Regions from separate parts of the Ostrinia nubilalis genome. Here region 2 is linked to region 1. Evidence: chromatin contacts called from public Hi-C data. All regions are on one chromosome and are shown on one strand. Each heading gives the region's core, a stretch centred on a gene start, on an enhancer-like site or on the middle of the called end of the contact. The rest is flanking DNA. Distances are from core to core; before and after follow the strand shown.

Region 1 (3,811 bases), core at 739-3,238:
AGCGCTGCGTCAGTCGAACGAAGATGGTTGCTGGATATCTGTCACACTGCTGACTGAACCACCAGACCCTAACCCAGCGTTGTCAGCTGCAGTGAGGCGTACTGCCATATCTCTACAGTGATTTAAGCTATATGCCATTATTGTGTACCTTTATTAAATGTTAAGTTATTTTGATTAGTTTAATAATTATCATGTAAGGCATTGACTTTTCAACCGACTTCAAAAAAAGGAGGAGGTTCTCAATTCGAACCGTTTTTTTTTTTTTTAAACTTCAAATAATAAGTTATTTCAAGCTTATTTAATTTTAAATATTATGTTCATGCTTAAAATTATTTCTAGGTGGTTTGAAAAAGAAATGTATTAATTAATATAATGCTTTTCAACTTTTTGCTTGACCTACTTTTATCCTGAAAACATTATTAGGTAGGTAAGTACTAATTTTATATGCACATAAATTAGTAGTATTACATTTGTAGCAGGTTGTTGTGCAAGTATTTTGGCTTTAGGTGTCATGTTATTAAACAAACAGGTTAAATTTTTTAGGTTGCTAGGTAGGAACAGCATAAACAGCATTCCACTAACAATAAGATTCAGGATTATGATCACACAAATAGTTATTGTGCTTGTGTAACTTTATCATTTCATTATTATTTTATTGTTCAAAGTATTTGAAAGTCAGCCCACAACAGTATTATAAATGATAAGAAATACTGATGTTAGTTTATTGCAGAATTTAAATATTTTATGTGTAATGAATGAATGAATAGTGTTCTCATCAGTCTCAGAAAATGCACAAGCGTTGCTATTTACTGGGGCAATACTGAAACTGAAAGCTTTTTCTGTACATTATATCAATCATTGTCCTAGAGGTGCTTTTAATTTTGTAAATATTATATTATATTTTAGGGCTATAATTAAAGCAAGTTAAGTTTTCTCATGAAATGTATTTTCTTTTAATCACTATTTTAAATGTAAGTAATATGGAACTGCAATTGAATCTTGATTTTATCAGTAAGCCTCTGAAATCATGTGATATCAAACTAAAATACTGTTTGTTGCATTTTTGTACAAAATATAATGCTTAAACAAATTCATTTGTATTATTTGAGTTTCACTATGATTTTCTTAGAAAATCTCCACTATGGGAGTTATTAACAACACAACCTACTTAGTTGTTTTGGTTATTATCAGGTAAACAGTAGTGATTATTAAAATCTCATTACTGAGATAAGTGGCACATAATGTTGGTTTATGTTCACAAAATAACCTACCTAGTACCTACAGTAGACAGTGATGCAACATAACCTATAAAATTTTCAGATACAAAATGCTATGAAGTGGTGACAGAAAGTAAATAAAAGATAGTGTTTATAACAATATTATAATTAGAAATGCAACGTCGTTAACATCAATGCTTCGGCAACCGGCTTATTACACAATCACATGTTCATTCACTACAAATTCTAAATGACTAACAGAACAGAACCAGAATCAACCACAAATTTTAAATCTAACTAATTCTAATTTTCAATTTTGGCGAGTATATCAGACTCTTTGAAGAGGTGGTATTCCTTCTCATCGGTGTCCAGGCTGACTTTGGTGCCGCCGTATTCGGGAAGAAGAACTTTGTCACCGACCTTCACAAGCACTGGAATGAATTCACCATTGTCTTTTCTGGAGCCGGGACCAACGGCGATAACCTCGCCGTGTAGGACCTTAGACTGAGCCTTCTCCGGGATCACGATGCCGCCTGCGGTCTTGGTTACGGCTTCAGCTCTCTTGATGAGAACACGGTCGAGCAAGGGAATTAGTCGTTTAGCTGCGCTGGACATTGTGTTTTGTGCTTGCTGTACAGTGTAAAGAAACAAAAGAACAGACTTTCTTAGCTGTCTACACTTTTAGATCTAGAATATTCTCTCGTCTCGGAGCCGGCGAGTGAACGAACTTGCCTTTGTGACTGAACTTAGAACTCTTTCGTGTTCAACACGCTTTTTTTGACGTATTCCTATTGCCAAAGATTTTAATGAAATTAAAGGAGGGCGCTACTTCCACGTTAATCTGTCAAATTACATACAAAAGTTGTAGTTCCCGTCTTTACCGTTTACCGTACAATTTTATTCATGATTGCCAGTGTTGATAAGTTTTTAGTTGAAATCTAATGTTTCATAAATTTTAATTAAGTATAATTTTTAATATATTCATGATTATGTCGTTATTAAAAAGATTAAATTAATTATAATAATTCATGAAATTATTTATCATAACAAGCACTGCCATCTGTTGAGGAGTAGTATAAAACTGAAGTTGCAGTGACATCTGTCATGGAGTAGTAAAACTATTAGTAAGTAATGAAAGCATGTCTTTGAATCATAAATATAGATGGCAGTAAATCATGTTTTCATTTTTTTTACAGAAAAATAATGAAAGCAAGTTTTCGTAGGCGTACTTGGTACTACTGGTACTACTTACACCTACTTATGACGGCATTATTATTGTATGGTTTTAGTGGGTTTTCAGGTAGTAGTAGCTATACATAATACATACATACCTCAAATAACATTGTTGTTTGTTATAGCGATTAAAAAATAGGTAGGTATTAAAATGAGATGATGATGACCCACAAGGTGGACCGACGACATCTTAAAGGTCCACCAAAGGAAGGAGGGCGCTGGACGCAGGTCGCAGAGCAACATGGAAAGCAATGGGGAGGCGGCCTATGTTCAGCAGTGGACGTCCTATGGCTGAGATGAAGATGATGATGATTAAAATGAGATAAGCGACTTCCAGGTTGTCCATGTTATAGTCATGTCTAGAAAATGTATAATATTAAGACCTAAGTAAGTGGAAGAGCTTATGGTCAGCCAGCCTCTGGTTTCTGCTTTGTCTGACTGTGCGGTTTTATGGTTGTTACCTACTTGTTAGATGCTATGCATTACTGCTGCTCGAGCTAAATAGCTCAAGCTAATCGGTCCAGTTGGACAAATCGCGTCATCAAGTACGGCGGCGCCGCGTGACCGCCGCCGGAATGCGCCGCGGCGCCGGCCAGTCTCTGCCACACCTGCGTTCGCCCACGCAGCCATCATCAGACTCAACAAAGGAGGATGGAGACATACGTGATGGGAGTGGACCGAGTCAGCAACGCGGCAACGGTCATCGCCTGCCTGTTTTACTTACTCATTCCCATGTTTTCAATAAAAGTGTTGGCGATATTTAAGCTTGTGATTGGTATTGAAACTCAAGCAATTTAATATTAGGTACATAAATGCTCATTAATTAAACATGTTGCATTAAAACTATACTCAACATCAAATAAACCGCACCTTCCGCGACGCGAACTTTTAAGATTTTCTTCTGACACAATCATGGTGCCCCAACAATATTGGTGTTATTTGAAAGCCCAATAAATATCCTTAAAGAAAAACACATTTAATTTCTTAATAAATGATTAACATATACCATAAATGTGACTTGAAAAAAGACCTCACTTTGGGCTCACCTCTGGGATCAATTAAACCAATTTTTATGGTTATAAAACCAAATAATGATCTCACGTGTCCTCTTTAACAGATTGATAGCGATTAATCCCAACTTAACAGTTTTATAGCCGTAAAAGTTGGCTCAAGCGTAACTACCCTATTTTTTGAAGAAGTGACTCTGCATCCTTCTAAAGACACATTTTTGGGGTAAAAACATTTTATTTAATGAAATGAAGCTTAGAACTAGGCTTTCAAATGATGCCAATATTGGTGGGAAGTGGGGATGCATACGTTTGAAAGTGCTTGTTGCGGGAGGTGCGATTTATTTGATGTCG
Region 2 (3,912 bases), core at 822-3,321, 150 kb after region 1:
CAGGTCAACAACGACTTGTGTTTTTGTTTAAATAAGGGATTTATGATCAATTAACCGTGTTAGTTAATTTAAGCCAACCACAATATCTACGCTAATTGATTATAATAACATAGCTGTTTGTTCCTGGCAGGACAAATGATTGCTATCTGTGAGGCAGCCACGTCCGCCGCAAGGGCGCTAGCGTCGACAAATTGCGCCAATCTGCACCGCCATCGCCGCTGCTCCTGCGCCGGTGTAATTATATCACTAATTACACGGTAGCAGATTAAGCCCAAGGCGTCGGTAATGGGAGGAAAACTCAAGCGCACGCTACTCACTACTGTGACTGGAAAATCATTGAAGATTTAATAACGAATTAAAATTGTAAATTAATATCGGCTCAAAACATTTTCTTGCGTTTGATATTTTTTCATCATTCCTTCTAAATTGGCAATTGATTTGTTGCGACTGAGTTGAGTGACCGAGTTTCTTGCGTTGCTTCTCAGCACTTAGAAAGGTACTTACTCACATAATGCCCTGAAGCAAAAAAGCGTTAAAGTTAGGACGAGTAAAAGTGCTTAATATTACCTTTAAATTAAGTGTGCACTTGTATTAATTTCAACCATTTAAATAAAGTGCCAAAGTTCTCTTTGTATCATTCCGCCCGTTTAAAAATTCCTATATGTATTTGTGTACATCGAAAGAGCTTTGGCCCATTGTGGCGCATCTTTTAGTTCTATTTTGTGGCATACAATGTGTCGCCGGCGCAGCGGTGACGCGCGCGCACCTGAGTATTTGGGCCTGTTCGGTGACGCGCCACATTTTATCTGGTTGAACATTTTTCAATGATGCTACAATTACAGTAACATTTGTATGGAATATGTACTTAATGCCAAAGTCTTTCTTCAAAGTTTCAGAATTATGCTTTTTGGCAGTAAAAAGGAAATACCTAGTTATCTTAATACCTACCAGTGATTTGTTTTATTTTCGTAATTTAATTTTTTTATAAAGAATGCCCTTTTTTTAAGCAAGAAATGCTTTTACTACCAATTTACAGCAACAATGTGAAAAAAATTAAGCATAAAATTATTTTATTTTCCATGGGCGACGTATCATTTGTCAATTATCCGCTCATGGCCACCGAGGTGCGCCGGCGCAGGCCACGATCTGCGCAGAGGTGCACGTGTGCTCCGAGCCTTGGCCTTTGTGTACCTCTCTTAACAGTCAGAGCATAATTTCCGCAATAAATACGTTGTAATGTTACTAATAAAGTTCTTTAGAAATCATTAACATAAAAATTGTCACACGAGATACCGCTAACAGATTTGTGCTGTTATTAATTCAGAAAGCTAAACTTATTTTCTACTTCATTTATTTCTGTATTAATTTAAATAATTATTCTAAAATTATTTTTTTATATTGAGTAAACTAGCTGAACTAAATAAATAAATAAATAAATCTTTGGACAATTTCACACAGCGCCAGCTAGCCCCAAAGTAAGCAACTTAATGCTTGTGTTATGGGTGCTTGCTTAACGGATATACTACTTATATACTTTTTTTTTTTTTTTTTAAATACATAAATATTATACATAGTCACACCCAGACCCGTCACAGAAATTAAAATTCATCATTTCAATTTCTGCGCCGGCCGGGAATCGAACCCGGGACCTCTCGGCATAGTAGTCCGTTCTGAACCACTACACCAAACGGCCGACGAACTGTGTGTGTGTTTTTAATTAAAATGCTTTAGTAGATGGTCTAGTGAAAATCATCCTATCGTTGTTCAGTGAACTTTCACACAACATATTTTTATTTTATTGCCACTATTTTTATTATGAAGTCTCTTCATTAAACTTTATGGGGGACCTATGCTGCCATCTGTATTGTAAATTAGAAACTATTTAATTACCAGAAAGATTTAATAGATGGCGTTCTAAACAAAACTCAGCAAGCGCCATCTAGCGGTCTATCTCGTTTTCTGTAGAAAGCTACTCCCTACTAGATGGCGTTAAACTGATATTTATATATATTTTTTGTAATGGCAACCCTAGTTGTATAAAACTGAACGCCATTTTATTTTCAGCTTCTTTTTGATTGGTCAGTGAAACGTTGCATTGGATTTCGGAGATGGCGCTCTTCTTGTACTCAGCCGGCGCCATTTTGCGCACTAGTTTGGTGATTGCTGGGATTTATTTTATCACGCCGCATCGCGGCAATCTATTATTACATATTACAGGTAAATGAACCATTAAATTATTTTTCTATCGTTATAGCTAAATATTTATTTATTTGTGCACTGGGTATCTCCACAATTGATCAAATATCTTTTGTGGTCGTTTAAAGGTGCTATAAAAAATATTTGGACCACCCATTCGAAAACACAAATTTATTTCTGTTTTCGCTAGTTGCGAACCAAACAAGTAAATATTTGTGATTTTTAGTCGTAAAAACCTGTAAGGTGTAAACTTCACTCACAGCATGCGTTCTTTTTCAGATATAAGGTGAAGCCGCCGCCATGTATCTGTACAATTTAACGCTACAAGGCTCTACAGCCATTACACATGCGGTGCATGGTAATTTCTCTGGCACGAAACAGCAGGAGATCATCATATCACGTGGAAAGACATTGGAATTACTTCGACCAGACCCTAACACTGGAAAAGTGCATACTTTGATGAAAGTCGAGATATTCGGCATTATCCGGTCAATGATGTCATTTCGGCTTACCGGTGGCACAAAAGGTAAGGGAACTTGATTATCTACACCACGTGTTATTTAGACATAACCTAAATATAACCTATCCCTGGCCAGTTATAATAAAGTACATTCATGCCAAAAGGTCAATGACCCTTATTTATTGATTACTTGACTTGCATCGTCTTGCTCCATGCTTCTCATTTTAATGAAAAGAATGGGATAACTAGATGCATAGATTGATCAGCACGTCGCACTTGGCAATCTATTCTGAATGCTGGGATGTATCTTGTTCTGGAACATTTGTATTACTCTACCATGTGCATTTTATCAAATCCAAGTAATTATTAAATTTTCGATTTCACATGGATTCCTTATTTTGCAGATTACATTGTCATTGGATCAGATTCCGGCCGTATTGTAATTTTGGAATACATCCCTGCCAAAAATATTTTGGAAAAGGTCCACCAGGAGACATTTGGCAAGTCTGGATGCCGGAGGATTGTGCCCGGCCAATATTTGGCCATAGACCCCAAGGGGCGAGCTGTTATGATTGGTAAGTAATTACATATAACCTTACTACACACATGGAAACTTATTTTCTGTGTTTATTGATTATTGACATTACTGTAAAAATCATTTTTATAATATTCTTGTCTGTTTCATCCCAGGTGCCATTGAAAAGCAAAAGCTAGTATACATTTTGAACAGAGATGCAGAAGCAAGGTTAACTATCTCATCCCCACTGGAGGCCCACAAATCTAACACCTTGGTGTACCACATGGTCGGCGTAGATGTTGGCTTTGAAAACCCTATGTTCGCATGCTTGGAAATTGATTATGAGGAAGCAGATGCTGACCCTACTGGTATGTATCATTTTGATCACAGAAACCATTATCTTTAACATATTTTATAATGATTATTTTGAGGTCCGTGTTTCCGACTGACAGTGACGCCAAATCCTCTTTCTGTATGAATTTATTTGACTCAACTTTATAGTTGGGTTTTGTTTTGAGTGATTTAACATTTTTCTTGTGTTTGTAGGTGAAGCTGCACAGAAAACACAACAAACCCTAACATTTTATGAACTGGATTTGGGTTTAAATCATGTTGTCAGAAAATATTCAGAGCCTCTTGAAGAGCATGCCAATTTTCTCATAACTGTACCTGGTGGGAATGATGGACCCTCCGGAGTACTTATTTGTTCTGAAAATTACCTCACATATAAAAATCTTGG

The links. Hi-C and Micro-C count contacts between places; a contact is called where the count stands out from the background.
Region 2: a Hi-C map of whole larva shows a contact between it and region 1, with 8 times the contacts expected there. The contact joins the promoter of LOC135077460 here to the promoter of LOC135077439 in region 1. A contact is called at or near these places in 5 of 5 Hi-C or Micro-C datasets (whole body and whole larva).

What each region holds. Positions count from the first base shown.
Region 1 is chr13:6,089,995-6,093,805 of ilOstNubi1.1, forward strand. It overlaps LOC135077439 (10 kDa heat shock protein, mitochondrial), which reads right to left and starts at 1,989. Exons shown (of 1, transcript XM_063971978.1): 1 at 1,368-1,989. The coding sequence starts at 1,832. The coding sequence ends at 1,521. All of the region lies in intron 1 of LOC135077448 (ATP-binding cassette sub-family G member 4), which reads right to left. It overlaps LOC135077437 (glucose-fructose oxidoreductase domain-containing protein 1), which reads left to right. Exons shown (of 1, transcript XM_063971977.1): 1 at 1-1,496. The coding sequence ends at 121.
Region 2 is chr13:6,235,936-6,239,847 of ilOstNubi1.1, forward strand. LOC135077460 (splicing factor 3B subunit 3) reads left to right here and starts at 2,072. Exons shown (of 17, transcript XM_063972007.1): 1 at 2,072-2,217; 2 at 2,476-2,722; 3 at 3,061-3,231; 4 at 3,347-3,541; 5 at 3,720-3,912. The coding sequence starts at 2,497.